Linked DNA regions of Oryctolagus cuniculus: region 1 is linked to region 2. The links are chromatin contacts, called in public Micro-C maps. All regions are on one chromosome and are shown on one strand. Each heading gives the region's core, a stretch centred on a gene start, on an enhancer-like site or on the middle of the called end of the contact. The rest is flanking DNA. Distances are from core to core; before and after follow the strand shown.

Region 1 (7,631 bases), core at 90-2,589, 260 kb before region 2:
AATAAACTTTATTTTGGCCTACTGAAATAATTTGGACACATTCATTTAAACATCAAAATAACTAACAAGTTGTCTAGAATTTAAACCAAAACATAGGATATACATTTACACAGCCTCATTTACATTAATGCTCTATTCCCCAAGAATAAAGAAACCCAGGATGTTCAAATTGTGCTCTAAGGAAAAATTCAGATTTTTGAACTTGCACTAGCCAGCAACTTTATTTATAAAGGGGTTTGGCATGTGAGTCAACCGTTCCAAGACTTAAAGAAGTATTTAAAAGACATCTCATGCGGAGCAGGGAAGGAATACTTGCATTTGAAGTTATTCAAATAAAAACTAAGACCTCCCTCATTGGATGATTCAACAGTAATTGTATTATTCCATTAAAACAACAATGACAGCTATATTTCATACTCCACATCATTCAGCCTCATACTAGACATTGCAACTCAACTGTGTCCGCTTAGGTTTCACTGAGAAAACGCCGCCTAAATTCTCAGTTCGCCTTAACAAACGTCTACCGTTGCTAAACCCACGGAGCAGAAGTCTCTTAGGACCGCGATGCCATGAACTTGCACCGCAACCGAAATCGTCTTTGCAACCTCCGTCTCCTGGAGACTCGACCGGCTGCTGAGACCGTGAGAATCCTGCAGGGAGCCTCGGGTGGCAGAGACGGGGTAGAGGGAAGGTCTGAGTCCCGCGGAGGAACGTCTACAGGGGAGCGGTTAGCTGCAGAGACTAACAGACCCGGCTCCAGATGATGTACATTTAAAGAGAATTTAGTGACGGGCGTAGGGGAAAGTGACAGAAAATCATTGCCCTCCTCCGTTAGAAGGTGAAGAGAAGTACGAAAAGAGGGCAAGGGGAGGAGGGCGGGGAGAGTAAGGGCCCCAAGGACCAGGAATGGAGAAGAGCACCCGATCTGTGAGCTGGGCCTTGGTTCGGACCGCCGGTCCCGTTAGGCGGGCGGCAGGATGAAAGCATCGCGCTCACTCAGGGTAGTGGAGAAGTAAAAGCATTTACAGCGGTCACCAGCCCTGCACAAGAAGATGTCGTCTCTCTTTCCCCGCCAGCTCCCCTTCATTCCCGTACCTCTCATTCTGGCACCAGCGACACTCGGGCAAAACTCTGCCAAAGCCCGCGCCGCGGGAGGACAGCAAAAGGAAAATACCTGAGTCCCAGGAATCTCGCTGACAGCGACAGGAGGAGGAGCCGTGGACAAGTGGAGCCCGGGTAAGATCCTCTCTTGGCTCTGGTCAAACCCAACTCTTACGGGTGGGGCGGGGAGCTTCCGCCCGGAGCTTGGAGAGCGTCACTTCCTTCTGTCACCACCCGTCCTCCTCGGCGCTCTAGCTACGTTCGCAGCGTTCTGACTTCCTCTTCCAGGAGCCTTCGGCCTATAACACCTGACGTGGACTACAAGACCCAGCATCCACCACGGTAACTTGATTTCCGGGGTCAGGGGAGCCGCGCTAGGTGCATCACCATGGAAGCGATCGGTTTGGTCACGTGGGGCCCCTGGTTACGCCCGGTGGCGGCTGTGGGGTCTGGGGCTCACGCGGGGGCCATTTTGCCAAAGGCTGCCTCCCGGAGTCGGAGGCGGCCTGGCACCTGGCTAAAGCTGTTCCTTCTGATCCTCTGCAGCTTAGAGCTTGAAGAAGAACTGAAAGGCTGGGCTCCATCGAGCCCCTGGGAGACGGCAATGGTTCCCTCCAGCCAGCGCCACCTGACGACCCTCCATGGCGACTGCGCCCTCCTCGCTCTTCCTGCTGCCGCCCCTTCCAACCCCGTGTGCCGGTCGCCTCCAGAGCCGCAGTCGTCCTTCCACCTCAGAGACTGATGATAGTCGAATAGGGGGCGCCATGAGAGGAGAGAAAAACTATTACTGCCGTGGAGCTGCTGGGGACCACGGTTCCTGCCCCCCTACACCATTGCCTCTGGCCTCAACCCTCTTGATGCCCGCGGAAGCGGTCTCGAGTAGCTGGTCCAGCTCTGGAGGTGGTTTGTCAGCGGGAGATGAAGAGGAGACTCGGCTCCTTCAACTCTTGCGCACCGCCCCGGATCCTTCCGAGGCCTTACAGGCTTTGCAAGCTGCTCTGCCGCGGCGGGGCGGCCGGCTTGGCTTCCCTAGACGCAAGGAGGCATTGTATAGGGCCCTGGGCCGGGTGCTCGTGGAAGGGGGTAGTGATGAGAAGCGGCTCTGCTTGCAACTTCTCTCGGACGTTCTCCGGGGGCAAGGGGAGGCAGGCCAGCTGGAAGAGGCCTTTAGCCTGGCCCTTCTGCCTCAGTTAGTTGTCTCCTTGCGAGAAGAGAATCCAGCCTTACGGAAAGATGCGCTGCAGATCCTGCACATATGTCTGAAGCGTAGTTCTGGCCAGGTGCTGAGAATGCTTATACAGCAAGGACTGGAAAGTACCGATACTCGGCTTAGAGCTTCCACGGCACTATTGCTCCCGATCTTGCTTACTCCTGAGGATTTGTTGCTTGGCCTGGATCTCACCGAGGTAATCATCTCTCTAGCCCGAAAGCTTGGCGATCAGGAGATAGAAGAAGAATCGGAGACAGCTTTCTCTGCACTTCAACAAATTGGGGAGCGACTTGGCCAAGAGAGGTTTCAGTCCTATATCTCTCGCCTGCCCTCTGCTCTGAGGAGACACTACAATCGCCGCCAGGAGACCCAGTTTGGAACTCAGGTTCCTTATTATTTGGAACTTGAAGCGTCTGGTTTTCCCGAAGAGCCTCTTCCCTGTGCGGTGGCTCTTTCCAATAGCAATCTTAAATTTGGGATTATTCCTCAGGAGCTGCATTCAAGATTATTGGATCAGGAAGACTATAAGAACCGGACTCAGGCTGTTGAAGAATTAAAGCAGGTGCTGGGAAAATTTAACCCTAGTTCTACCCCTCATTCTAATCTTGTTAGTTTCATTAGCTTATTGTATAACTTGCTAGACGATTCTAACTTCAAAGTGGTCCATGGCACACTTCAGGTCCTGCATATACTAGTTACTCGCCTTGGAGAGCAGGTACAACAATTCTTGGGACCAGTTATAGCAGCTTCTGTCAAAGTGCTGGCAGACAATAAGTTGGTAATCAAGCAAGAATACATGAAAATCTTCCTCAAGCTAATGAAGGAAGTAGGTCCTCAGCAGGTGCTTTGTTTACTGCTGGAACATCTCAAACATAAGCATTCCAGAGTAAGAGAGGAGGTGGTGAACATTTGCATCTGCTCCCTCCTGACTTATCCCAGTGAGGATTTTGACCTACCCAAGCTGTCTTTTGATCTAGCCCCAGCTCTTGTAGATAGCAAACGCAGGGTACGCCAGGCAGCTCTAGAAGCCTTTGCTGTGCTGGCATCATCAATGGGCTCAGGTAAAACCAGCATCCTTTTTAAAGCTGTGGATACTGTTGAACTGCAAGATAATGGTGATGGAGTAATGAATGCTGTGCAGGCCAGATTGGCTAGAAAAACCTTACCCAGGCTAACAGAACAGGGATTTGTGGAATATGCAATGCTCATGCCATCTTCTGCCCAGGGTAGGTCAAGCCATTTGGCACATGGAGCAGATACAGACTGGCTTTTGGCTGGTAACAGAACTCAGAGTGCACACTGTCACTGTGGTGACAACACAAGGGATAGCATGCAGCTTTATGGATCTTACAGTCCAACTATCTGTACCCGAAGGGTATTAAGTGCAGGAAAAGGAAAAAATAAGTTACCATGGGAAAATGAGCAGCCTGGAGTCATGGGAGAAAACCAGACCTCCAGTTCCAAGGATATAGAGCAGGTATGTTTCTTCTCCAATTTTTTTAGTTGAAACTGTGTAAGAATTTAAAATGAAAATATGGCTGTGATACTTAAGGGAGAGGCTGCTTGAGAGCTGTTATGTTTTGTTTTAAATCAATTTGAATGCTGAATTGGGTATCTATTATGGTCACATAAGATGATTTAATAGATTTTCCTCCTAGATGGATTGCATTGATTTTGAGGCACAATGTGAAACAGACAATACCTGGATTTCAATTTTGGCTTGCCACCTTGGTGTGTCCATAACTTCATTAACATTACAAACATTGAATACCTAGTTAAGTGTCAGATAAAATCCAAGTTCTGGGATTAGACCAGTTCCACCTCATTTAGGGGAAAAAAACCAATAGGGCAGTTAACAAATTTGTTTAGTGCTAAAATAGAAAAGTTAACAGTCCTGTGGGGGTACTAAAGATAGAAAAAATAATTCCACTGAAGAAGTCAAAATAGCCTTCAATGTAGATGTGACATTTGAACTGAGATCCACCTTCCCAGTTTTTATTGTAAAAATTCCAGATACACAGGTAAATTAGGAGTATAGTGATTTACTCACATACTTCATCTATGTTTACCACTTGTTATTATCTTAATGTATTTGTGTTTGCTGAACTAGTCAACATCTTGCCATATTTGCAGTTTTCTTGACTTCACTCCTAAATACCTTGGTACATATCTTCTGAGAATGACATCCTTTTTTATAACCATAATATCATTGTCACTCCTTAGAATATCAATAGCAGTTCAGTAATGTCTAATATGTAGCCTGTATTTAAATTTCTTCCATCTGTCCCCAAAATGCGTTTCTTGATTTTATCCAGGATTCAGTCATACTTCATTTGGTCAATGTGTCTTTTACTTAGTGTAATATCCCCACCTGTTTGATTCTTTCTTTTTTCATGACACTGACTCTCTTTTTGGAAGTGTATTGAGTAGTTATTTTATAGAAAGTCTCACCTTTTAAATTTCTCTTTTTGTTGCCTTATAATTAGATTCAATTATAAGCTTTTTAAGAAATAAGCTTTTTAAGAAAAATAGTGCATACAAGCTAGGTATATATTAAATTAGACACACTTCACAGTAATATCACCTCATGAAACAAATAGTGTCCTATTAGTGATGCTTCATTTTAAGCATTTGGTTAAGATAGTGATAGCTAGGTCCACTATAGAGTTTTATAATTAGCACATAATCTGTAGGTTAGTAACTTTGAGAGTTCCCATATACCCCTGTCCACACATGTGGACAATTTACCTGCTATGTCCTGCACCACGGTGGTACATTTATTATAATCAATGAATCCATATTAACATATCATTATCACTCAAACTCCATAGTTTACATTAGAGTTAATTTATGTTGTATATAAGTTGACAAATGTATCCATTGTAAAATCATCCCGAATAGTTAACTCTCCTATAAATTCTCTATGTTCAAAAAAGGAGAAAATTCTCTCTGCTCTACATGTTCATCCTTTCCCCTACCTCCAACTCAGTCCCTGGAATCCGTGTTTATTTTATTGTCCCAGTCTCCCATGTGAGTGGCAGGGACCCAAGAAATGTGATTGCAGGCTCATATAGTAACACTGTATTTAGTCTTGTAAGAAATTGCCAGCCTGTCTTCCAAGGTGGCTATAGCATTTTGCATTCCCAGCAGAAATGAGGGAGAGTTTCCCTTGCTCCACACGGTAATCTGCATTTGGTGTTGTCAGTGTTTTGGATTTTGACCATTCTAATAGGTATATATTAGGATCTCATTGTTATTTTAATTTGCAATTCCCTAATGACATCTGATATTGGAACACATTTCCATATGCTCCGTTGCCATCCATTTGTCTTCTTTGGTAAGTTATCTGGTAAGGTCTTTTGTCCATCATTTTTTCTTTATTGTTGAGTTTTTTTTTTTTTTTTTTTTTTTTTTTTTTTTTTTGACAGGCAGAGTGGACAGTGAGAGAGAGAGAGACAGAGAGAGAAAGGTCTTCCTTTTGCCGTTGGTTCACCCTCCAATGGCCGCCGCTGCAGCCGGCGCACCGCGCTGATCCTGGCAGGAGCCAGGAGCCAGGTGCTTTTCCTGGTCTCCCATGGGGTGCAGGGCCCAAGCACCTGGGCCATCCTCCACTGCACTCCCTGGCCATAGCAGAGAGCTGGCCTGGAAGAGGGGCAACCGGGACAGAATCCGGCGCCCCAACCGGGACTAGAACCCGGTGTGCCGGCGCCGCAAGGTGGAGGATTAGCCTATTGAGCCACGGCGCCGGCTTATTGTTGAGTTTTAAGAAGTCTTTGCGGGGTGGTCATTTGGCCTAGCAGTTCAGCTGTTGCTTGGGAAGCCCACATTCCCTTTCATAATGCCTGGGTTTGATTCAGTTTGTCATCAAAATAACTTGTTGAGATATTTGGTTGGAATTGTATTGAATCTATAGATCAGTGAAAGAACTGCCATCTTGACAATATTGCATCTTTCTATCCATGAACATGGAGTATCTCTCCATTTAAATAGTTCTTTGATATTTTTCATTATAATCTTTTACTTGTCCTCACACAACTCTTATACATATTTTTGTTAAATTTTTACCTAAGTATCCTTTTTATGCTAATTAAATGGTCTTTTTTTTTTAAGATTTATTTATTTATTTGAAAGTCAGAGTTACACAGAGAGAGAAGAGGCAGAGAGAGAGAGAGAGAGAGAGGGAGGAAGGGAGAGGGAGAGAGGTCTTCCATCCGCTGATTCACTTCCCAATTGGCCACAATGGCCGGAGCTGTGCGGATCCGAAGCCAGGAGCCAGGAGCTTCTTCCAGGTCTCCCATGTGGGTGCAGGGGCCCAAGGACTTGGGCCATCTTCTACTGCTTTCCTGGGCCATAGCAGAGTTAGATTGGAAGTGGAGCAGCCAGGTCTTGAACCAGCACCCATATAAGATGCCGGCGCTTCAGGCCAGGGCATTAACCTACTGCGCCATAGCACTGGACCCTGGTCATATGTTTTTATTTCAAATTCCACACTCATTGCTGGTATATAGAAAGACTGTTGTATATTAATTAGTTTTGTATCCTATGACCTTGCTATAATCATTTATTAGTTCTAGGAGTATTTTTGTCAGTCCTTTTGTGCTTTTTGCACAATCATGGTATCTGCAAACAATGGCCAATTTATTTTTTCCTTCTTAATCTGTATACTTGTTATCTCCTTTTTGTTTTACTGTACTAGTTAAAACTTCTGATATGATATTGAAGAGCCCTGCTGAGAGACAAGATACTTGCCTTGTTCTTAATCTTAGTAGGGAGGCTTAGAATTTCCCACCATTATATATGATGTTAGTTGCAGTTTTTTTTTTTTTTAATGGATATGCTATATCAAGTTGAGGAACTATTTCTAGGTTAGTGAGAGTCTATAATGTAGGGATAATGGGTTTTGTCAGATGCTTTTTCTGTATCTGTTGATAGGATCGTGTGACTTTTTTTTCTTCTTTTGTCTGATAATGTGATAGATTATATAACTTGATTTTCAGATATTGAACCAGCCTTGCATACCTGGGATAAATCCCATTGGGTTGTGGTATATTATTCTTTTGATACATTGTTGGATTCCATTTGTTAATGTTTTATTAAGGAGGTTTACATCTTTGTTCATGGGTGAGGAGTGGGGAACCTTTTTGCTGCCAAGGGCCATTTGGATATTTATAGTATCATTCATGGCCATACAAAATTCTCAACTTAAAAATTAGCCTGCTATAGACTTATTGAATTTATTTAAAAAAGATTTATTTATTTATGTGAAAGAGTAACAGAGGGAGATACAGAGTGAGTGAGAGATCCTCCATCTGCTGGTTCA
Region 2 (7,476 bases), core at 1,719-4,218:
AATTAGATATGAGGAATAAGTTTTGGTGTTCTATTGTATGGTAAAGTGATTGTAGATAACAATAAGATATTGTATATTTCAAGTCAGCTGAAAGAGTTTTTAAAGTTCTCCCTACAAAGAAATGTTGCCAACTAACTAGATTTGCTCAAAATGCAATGCATACATGTACCAAAATAACAAATTGCACCCCATAATTATGTATACAGTGTCAATAAACAGAAAAGAGGAAAAAAATCAGACATCATAAAATCAGACATAAAAGGCAAGGAACACAAAGAATATAAATACAGTGGAAAATATAGTAAAAAACACTAGAAATGAAACAAATATGAAAAATTAAATGAAACTATCATTTTAAAATCTTTTCAAGAAATTGATTCATGGAGCAGTCAATGAAGATTCAACAAGTATGTAAGCTGAGTCCCCAAAGAAAATCAAAACAATAGAACTGAATGAATGGTGCAAGCAATATCTGAAATAAAAGGCAACTTAACATACTGTGTACCAGAGAAACTGGCACAAAAGACTTCTACAAGTATAGTTCTTATTATAAACAAAACACTTGGTCTGGTGCTATGTCACAGCGGGATAAGCCGTCACCCGGGACACCTGCATCCTGAATGAGGGCAGGTTCTACTCCTGGCAGGTCCCTGCTAATGCCGCCTGGGAAAGCAGCAGAGGATGGCCCCTATACCCATGTGAGTGACCTAGATCGAGTTCAAGGCTCCTGGCTTCAGCCATCTGGGGGAGCGAACCAGTGTACAGAAGCTATCCCACCTCCCCCTCAACTGTGCCTTTCAAATAAATAAACCTTTTTTTAAAAAAATCCCTCTTCAGAAAATAACAACAATCATAATAATTAGCACCCTTCAAGTGGAGGAAAGAACAGTTTGTCCTGAAGGCTTGGTTTAACAGATGAACGTAACTAATAAAAAATCAGCTCCTTCTAAATAGACTCTTTTTGGAGTAGAATAGATAAATTCTAAAATGTTCTGCTTTCATTAACTTCTTACAGCTGTTGAGAAAATTGAGTCCTTTCATCTTGTTCTGAAAACTGACAAATGCTGATGACTAAGGAAAAACTGCCACTTATTTAGCAGTAAAGATCCAGGAATAAGAAAATCACAGCATGAAAGGGTAGATAGTCTTATAGGAAATATGTAAACAGAACCAAGGCTAAAAAATTGTTATCATGTATACGATAATGTAACTATTACTCTTTCTCCCAAAAAGACACAAAGTTTTCAGGAATTTATCACATTAGCAATGATAATAACAATTTCTATAATGGAATACAAAATAAAAAATGCCAGAGAACACAAACCAAAACTGGGAGATGGAGTTGAGGAAACTGAGAATTTAAAGTTAACAGACAAATATAACACTTGAAAAAAAAATGCAGAACGTAAGAGCTAATAAATATACAATTAATCAGTTTATTAAAATTATTAATCCATAAAATGACTAAAGGATATAAAAGGCGATTAATACAAAAGGCTGATAAGTGAATCAAACCACACCCAATTAACTAAAAAATACAGATGTAAAATTCAAACAGGGAGCTTTCTTTTACTTACCAGAATGATAAAAATAGTATTTACTACCTGTTAGCTGCTATATAATCTTAAAGCAACTCTTTTAATAGATGCCATTATTGTTTAGTCTGGTAAAGTTACCTGCCCAAGTTGACACTTCACAGTAAGTGAGGAAGAGGAGGAACCAAGTCTATGCGATTACAGAGCCCAAGTGCTTAACTAATAGGCAACATAGGCTATCGAGAGAACTGGGGAGATTAGAAAACTGAATGTCCGCTAATCAGGGGAAAGAAGTTCTATATCAACATAATTCAACATATATATTCAATATTATATACGAAAATATTTTATATATACTGACATAGAAACTACCAAAAGTTAAAACAGAAGAGATCAGGTATAACTATATGTCTGTAAAAAGTCATATAAAGCACACAACTTATGAGTATAAGCACAGAAAAAAAAATCTGGAAGTACATCAAACTATAAACATTGCTGATCTCTAGACGGACCTTCCATTTTCTAAATAAATTAACAACTGAAAACCTGTGCAACTAGCATAAAGTTTCCTCAGAAAAACACCTAAGTCGGATGGGTCGATAGTTCCTACAGCCCTGGGGGTCGTGGATCCCAAGGTGAAGAGCCGGGCACTGACACAAACAAATTGCCTGCCCAGTAATCATTCCAACTCAAATTATTTTTTCCCAGAGGCGATTTCTAGAACGCAGACCTAGAGTGTCCACCGCTGTAACCTGAGTGTTCTACTGCCTTGACAGCTGCAGCGGACACGCAGCACCCACTCACGGGTGAACGCGCCGCGGACAAACCACTGCCTCAGTCAACAGAGGCTGGGAAGGGCCGCGAATAGCAAAGCCGGGCGACGCGCGCAGGCCGCAGGGATCCGGAACGCGGGGCGAGGGGAGCGGGGCGGAGAGGTGGTACCTTGGCGGGCGGGCCGGGTAGGCGAGGCCACAGCAGTCCCGGTTCGGCTACGTGCGCAGGCGAGCTCCACGCCCACGGGCTCGCGCCTCAGGCCCACGACGACCGCCGTCCGCCGCAGCCGGGCCTCAGGAGTCGCTCACAAACGCTGCGAGGTTCCCCAGCACTTACAAGTCTGGGAATTCAAATTTGAAGAGCCCGCCCTCCCGTCAGCCCGGGATTGGCACGCTCAGGAAATGCGTCACCGTGCGTTTCAAGGGGACTCGAGAAAACTGAGGGCAGCCCCTGCGCCGCGTGGACAACGCCCGATGACCACAAAAAGCGTGTGACCCCCAAGCTGCCACTGCAGTGGGCGCGTCACTCCCCTCAGAGTTCGTTGTGTCTCCACAGGGCGCGCCCCCACCACGCAGGCCGCCGCGCCTCCCATAATGCTTTGCGTCCGGAAGGCGCTCGTCAGACGCCGCCGGCGAGCTTCGGCGCAAGTACGATCACCAAGTTTGGCCCGTCCCGGCTACCACCCGTCGCGCCTATAAGTGGGGCTTATTAGTGGCCGTCTGTTTTCCGCTCGTAGCGTTCTGGGGCAAGATTTGTTGAATGCTTTTCTCAGTAAGCCGTCTATTTGAGGAGAACAAGCTAAATGCCCTTTCACACACCGTTATTTAGTGTCAGGTATTCCCGCCAGAAGGGTTCATCCCCCCCCACCCCGTTTCTAATTTATAATTATTTCGAATTCTAAACGCGTTACTCTGGACAAATCTAGATTGCGGTGCAGTTTGTGACAGTTGTCCTTAGGCTGAGCTCAGCCTTAAGAACCGCGGAATACCTGTGCAGCCAGCGCCGGCGCCGGCAGCCCTGTGACCTGCGCCGCCTTTGAGTCTTGGCCCGGGGACGGGGAAGCTGGGACACTAACAAGTGTTTTCATCCCTAAACCTCGCGTCCTGTCTCCCAGAATCCACTCCTGGTTTTCCCTAGTCGGCATTTGAGACAGGAGAGCTGCTTCTTCAATTCCCAGAGTCCTCTCTCGAATATTCCTGTTAGTACTGGACCAAAAAGGTTGTGTTAGACGTTTTTTCTTTTCAAGTGACTATTAGAATCCCCTTTCCTTAATTATATATCTACTAAATGTTGTGCACACCGAGTATGTTCAGAATCCAAAACAAATGTAAAACAGATTAATGCAAAGAAGGGAAACAAATCTACATGGATAAAGTGGAATTGCCTGTTCACCATAATGAGAAAATACTGGACATGTTTAGAAAAAAACAGACCCTTTTATGTTAAGCCGCATTTATAAAACAGACTTTGTAGTGGATGGGGACTTGGAGGAGTTAAACGTTCAACTTCCAAAGCATCTGAAGAGTGAGGTGTGAGAGATTTTTATGCGTCATGATAGAGGTAGCCATGGCTCACACGTTTAGATAAAGACCCTGAAATATTAAAGGTAGACACCCAGGGATTGCGGATTTTTATTTTTTAAATTGGCTACTTCTAATATGAGAAGTAGCAAATATCCAATGTACTCCAGGGTGTACAACAGCAGAAATTTACATAAGGATGACTTAACTTTCCAAAAAAAATTGGATAAAACCATTCGTAGATTTAAAAAAAAATACTATGAGAAGGGGTAGAGGCAAAGAAATAATGTTCGTTGGACCACCAACATGCTGCCTTGCTTGGAAGAAAGAGCTTCTTCTAGTTCATAGTCTGGAATAATCTGTACTATTCCATGACTCATGAAAACACATGCATACCCAAGTAGAGTCCAGAAAACAGACATAGGAGGAAAGGGACTAGAAACCTCATATTGTGTGGAAGTTGTCATCTGGGACTGCTTAGCCTGAGGAATATTCACAGGACCATGGTAAGTTCTGGAACTACTAACTGATCTTATGATGCTTTGGGGGAGATTAGAAAAGTGCTATTTCTTCAAGGCCTATGATTCTTATCCAGATATCATTTTATCCCATTAGGGGACAATAAGGCAATGTCTGGAGACATGATCACAACTAGGGAGAGTGTCACTTGCGTATGGTGGATAGACAGTAATGCCACTAACATCCTAGAAGGCATCTAGGCTAAAATGTCAATGGTGCCAAGGTAGAGGAATCCTACTTTTTTTTTTTTTTATTATTTGACAGGAAGAGCTATAGACAATGAGAGAGACAGAGAAAGGTTCACCACCCCAAATGCCAGGAGCCAGGTGCTTCTCCCTGGTCTCCCACCCAGGTACAGAGGCCCAAGCACTTGGGCCCTCCTCCACTGCCCTCCTGGGCCGCAGCAGAGAGCTGGACTGGAAGAGGAGCAACCAGGACTAGAATTGGCGCCCTTATGGGATGCTGGCGCTGCAGGTGGAGGATTAACCAAGTGAGCCGTGGCATGGGCCCCTACTACTCTTGTCAAATGTAACCATGTATTACGTTGTTTTTTTTTTTTTGACTTTTTTATATTTTATTTTATTTAATGAACATAAATTTCCAAAGTACAGCTTATGGATTACAATAGCTTCCCCCCCCATAACTTCCCTCCCACCCACAACACTCCTCTCTCCCACTCCCTCTCCCCTTCTATTCACATCAAGATTAATTTTCAATTATCTTTATATACAGAAGATCAATTTAGCATATATTAAGTAAAGATTTCAACAGTTTACACCCACATAGAAACACAAAGTGTAAAATACTATTTGAGTACTAGTTATAGCATTAATTAAACACCTAAGAGTAGTTGTTTTTTTTTTTTATTTTCTATTCTCTTTATATACAGAAGATCAGTTTAGCATACATTAAGTAAAGATTTCAACAGTTTGCTCCCACACAGAAACATAAAGTGAAAAATACTGTTTGAGTACTAGTTATAGCATTAAATCTCAATGTACAGCACACTAAGGACAAAGATCCTACATGAGGAGTAAGTGCACAGTGACTCCTGTTGTTGACTTAACAAATTGACACTCTTGTTTATGGCATCAGTAATCACTCTAGGCTCTTGTCATGAGTTGCCAAGGCTGTGGAAGCCCCCTGAGTTCACTGACTCTGATAATTTTTAGACAAGGCCATGGTCAAAGTGGAAGTTCTCTCCTCCCTTCAGAGAAAGGTACCTCCTTCTTTGATGACCCATTCTTTCCACTGGGATCTCACTCGCAGAGATCTTTCATTTAGGTTTTTTTTTCCCCCCAGAGTGTCTTGGCTTTCCATGCCTGAAATACTCTCATGGGCATTTCAGCCGGATCCGCATGCCTTAAGGGCTGATTCTGAGGCCAGAGTGCTGTTTAGGACATCTGCCATTCTATGGGTCTGCTGTGTATCTCACTTCCCATGTTGGATCATTCTCTCCCTTTTTTATTCTATCAGCTAGTATTTGCAGACACTATTCTTGTTTATGTGATCCCTTTGGTTCTTAGTCCTATCATTACGATCAATTGTGAGCAGAAATTGATCACTGGGACTAGTGAGATGGCATTGGTACATGCCACCTCGATGGGATTGAATTGGAATCCCCTGGTATGTTTCTAACTCCACCGTTTGAGGCAAGTCAGCTTGAGCATGTCCCAAATTGCACATCTCTTCCCTCTCTTATTCCCACTCTTATATTTAACAGCGAACACTTTTCAGTTAAGTTTCAGCACTTAAGAAGAATTGTGTATTGATTACAGTATTCAACCAAAAGTATTAAGTAGAACAAACCAAAAAAATACTAAGAGGTATAACATATTAAGCTGCTCATCAACAGTCAGGGTGAGGGCTGATCAAGTCACCATTTCTCATAGTGTTCATTTCACTTTAACAGGTTTCCTTTTTGGTGCTCAGTTAGTTGTCACCTATCAAGGAGAACAAGTGGTATTTGTCCCTTTGGGATTGGCTTATTTCACTCAACATAATGTTTTCCAAATTCCTAACAGGATCACTTTTCAGTTAAAATTTAAACACCTAAGAACAATTGTGTGTTAATTACAGAGTTCAACCAATGGTACTAGAACAAAAAAAATACTAAAATGGATAAAGTATTACATTGTACATCAACCGTCAGGAGAAGAGCTGATCAAGTCACTGTTTCTCACAGTGTCCATTTCACTTCAACAAGTTTCCCCTTTGGTGCTCAGTCTCAGGGCAAGGAAGCCGGTGCCATGGCTCACTAGGCTAATCCTCCACCTTGTGGTGCCGGCACACCGGGTTCTAGTCCAGGTTGGGGCATCGGGTTCTAGTCCGGGTTGGGGCACCGGATTCTGTCCCGGTTGGCCCTCTTCCAGGCCAGCTCTCTGCTGTGGCCCAGGAATGCAGTGGAGGATGGCCCAAGTGCTTGGGCCCTGCACCCCATGGGAGACCAGGAGAAGCACCTGGCTCCTGCCTTCGGATCAGTGCGGTGCACTGGCTGCAGCACGCCAGCTGCGGCGGCCATTGGAGGGTGAACCAACGGCAAATGGAAGACCTTTCTCTCTGTCTCTCTCTCTCACTGTCCACGCTGTCTGTCAAAAAACAAAACAAAACAAAAAACAGGGCAAGGGCTGATCTCATCACCATTTCTCATAGTGTCCATTTCACTTCAACAGGTTTCCTTTTTGGTGCTCGGTTAGTTGTCACCGATCAGGGAGAACCTATGATATTTGTCCCTTTGGGACTGGCTTATTTCACTCAGCATGATGTTTTCCAGATTCCTCAATTTTGTTGCAAATGACCGGATTTTTTTTTCCTGCTGTATAGTATTCTTTATTTATTTATTTGACAGGCAAAGTGGACAGTGAGAGAGAGAGACAGAGAGAAAAGTCTTCCTTTGCCGTTGGTTCACCCTCCAATGGCCGCCGCGGCCGGCGCGCTGCGGCCAGTGCACCGCACTGATCCGATGGCATGAGCCAGGTGCTTCTCCTGGTCTCCCATTGGGTGCAGGGCCCAAGGACTTGGGCCATCCTCCACTGCTCTCCCTGGCCACAGCAGAGAGCTGGCCTGGAAGGCGGGCAACCAGGACAGAATCCGGTGCCCCGACCGGGACTAGAACCCGGTGTGCCGGC

The links. A called contact is a pair of places that touch in the nucleus more often than the background predicts.
Region 1: a Micro-C map of ear pinna shows a contact between it and region 2, with 9 times the contacts expected there. The contact joins the promoter of TOGARAM1 here to the promoter of MIS18BP1 in region 2. A contact is called at or near these places in 3 of 6 Hi-C or Micro-C datasets (ear pinna, psoas muscle and an unstated tissue).

The regions. Positions count from the first base shown.
Region 1 is chr12:30,930,800-30,938,430 of mOryCun1.1, reverse strand. TOGARAM1 (TOG array regulator of axonemal microtubules 1) reads left to right here and starts at 1,339. Exons shown (of 21, transcript XM_070053706.1): 1 at 1,339-1,443; 2 at 1,648-3,788. The coding sequence starts at 1,743. KLHL28 (kelch like family member 28) reads right to left here and starts at 1,430. Exons shown (of 5, transcript XM_008269539.4): 1 at 1,175-1,430.
Region 2 is chr12:30,674,896-30,682,371 of mOryCun1.1, reverse strand. MIS18BP1 (MIS18 binding protein 1) reads right to left here and starts at 2,968. Exons shown (of 17, transcript XM_002717974.5): 1 at 2,478-2,968. It overlaps LOC138844623 (a long non-coding RNA gene), which reads left to right and starts at 2,930. Exons shown (of 3, transcript XR_011380734.1): 1 at 2,930-4,335.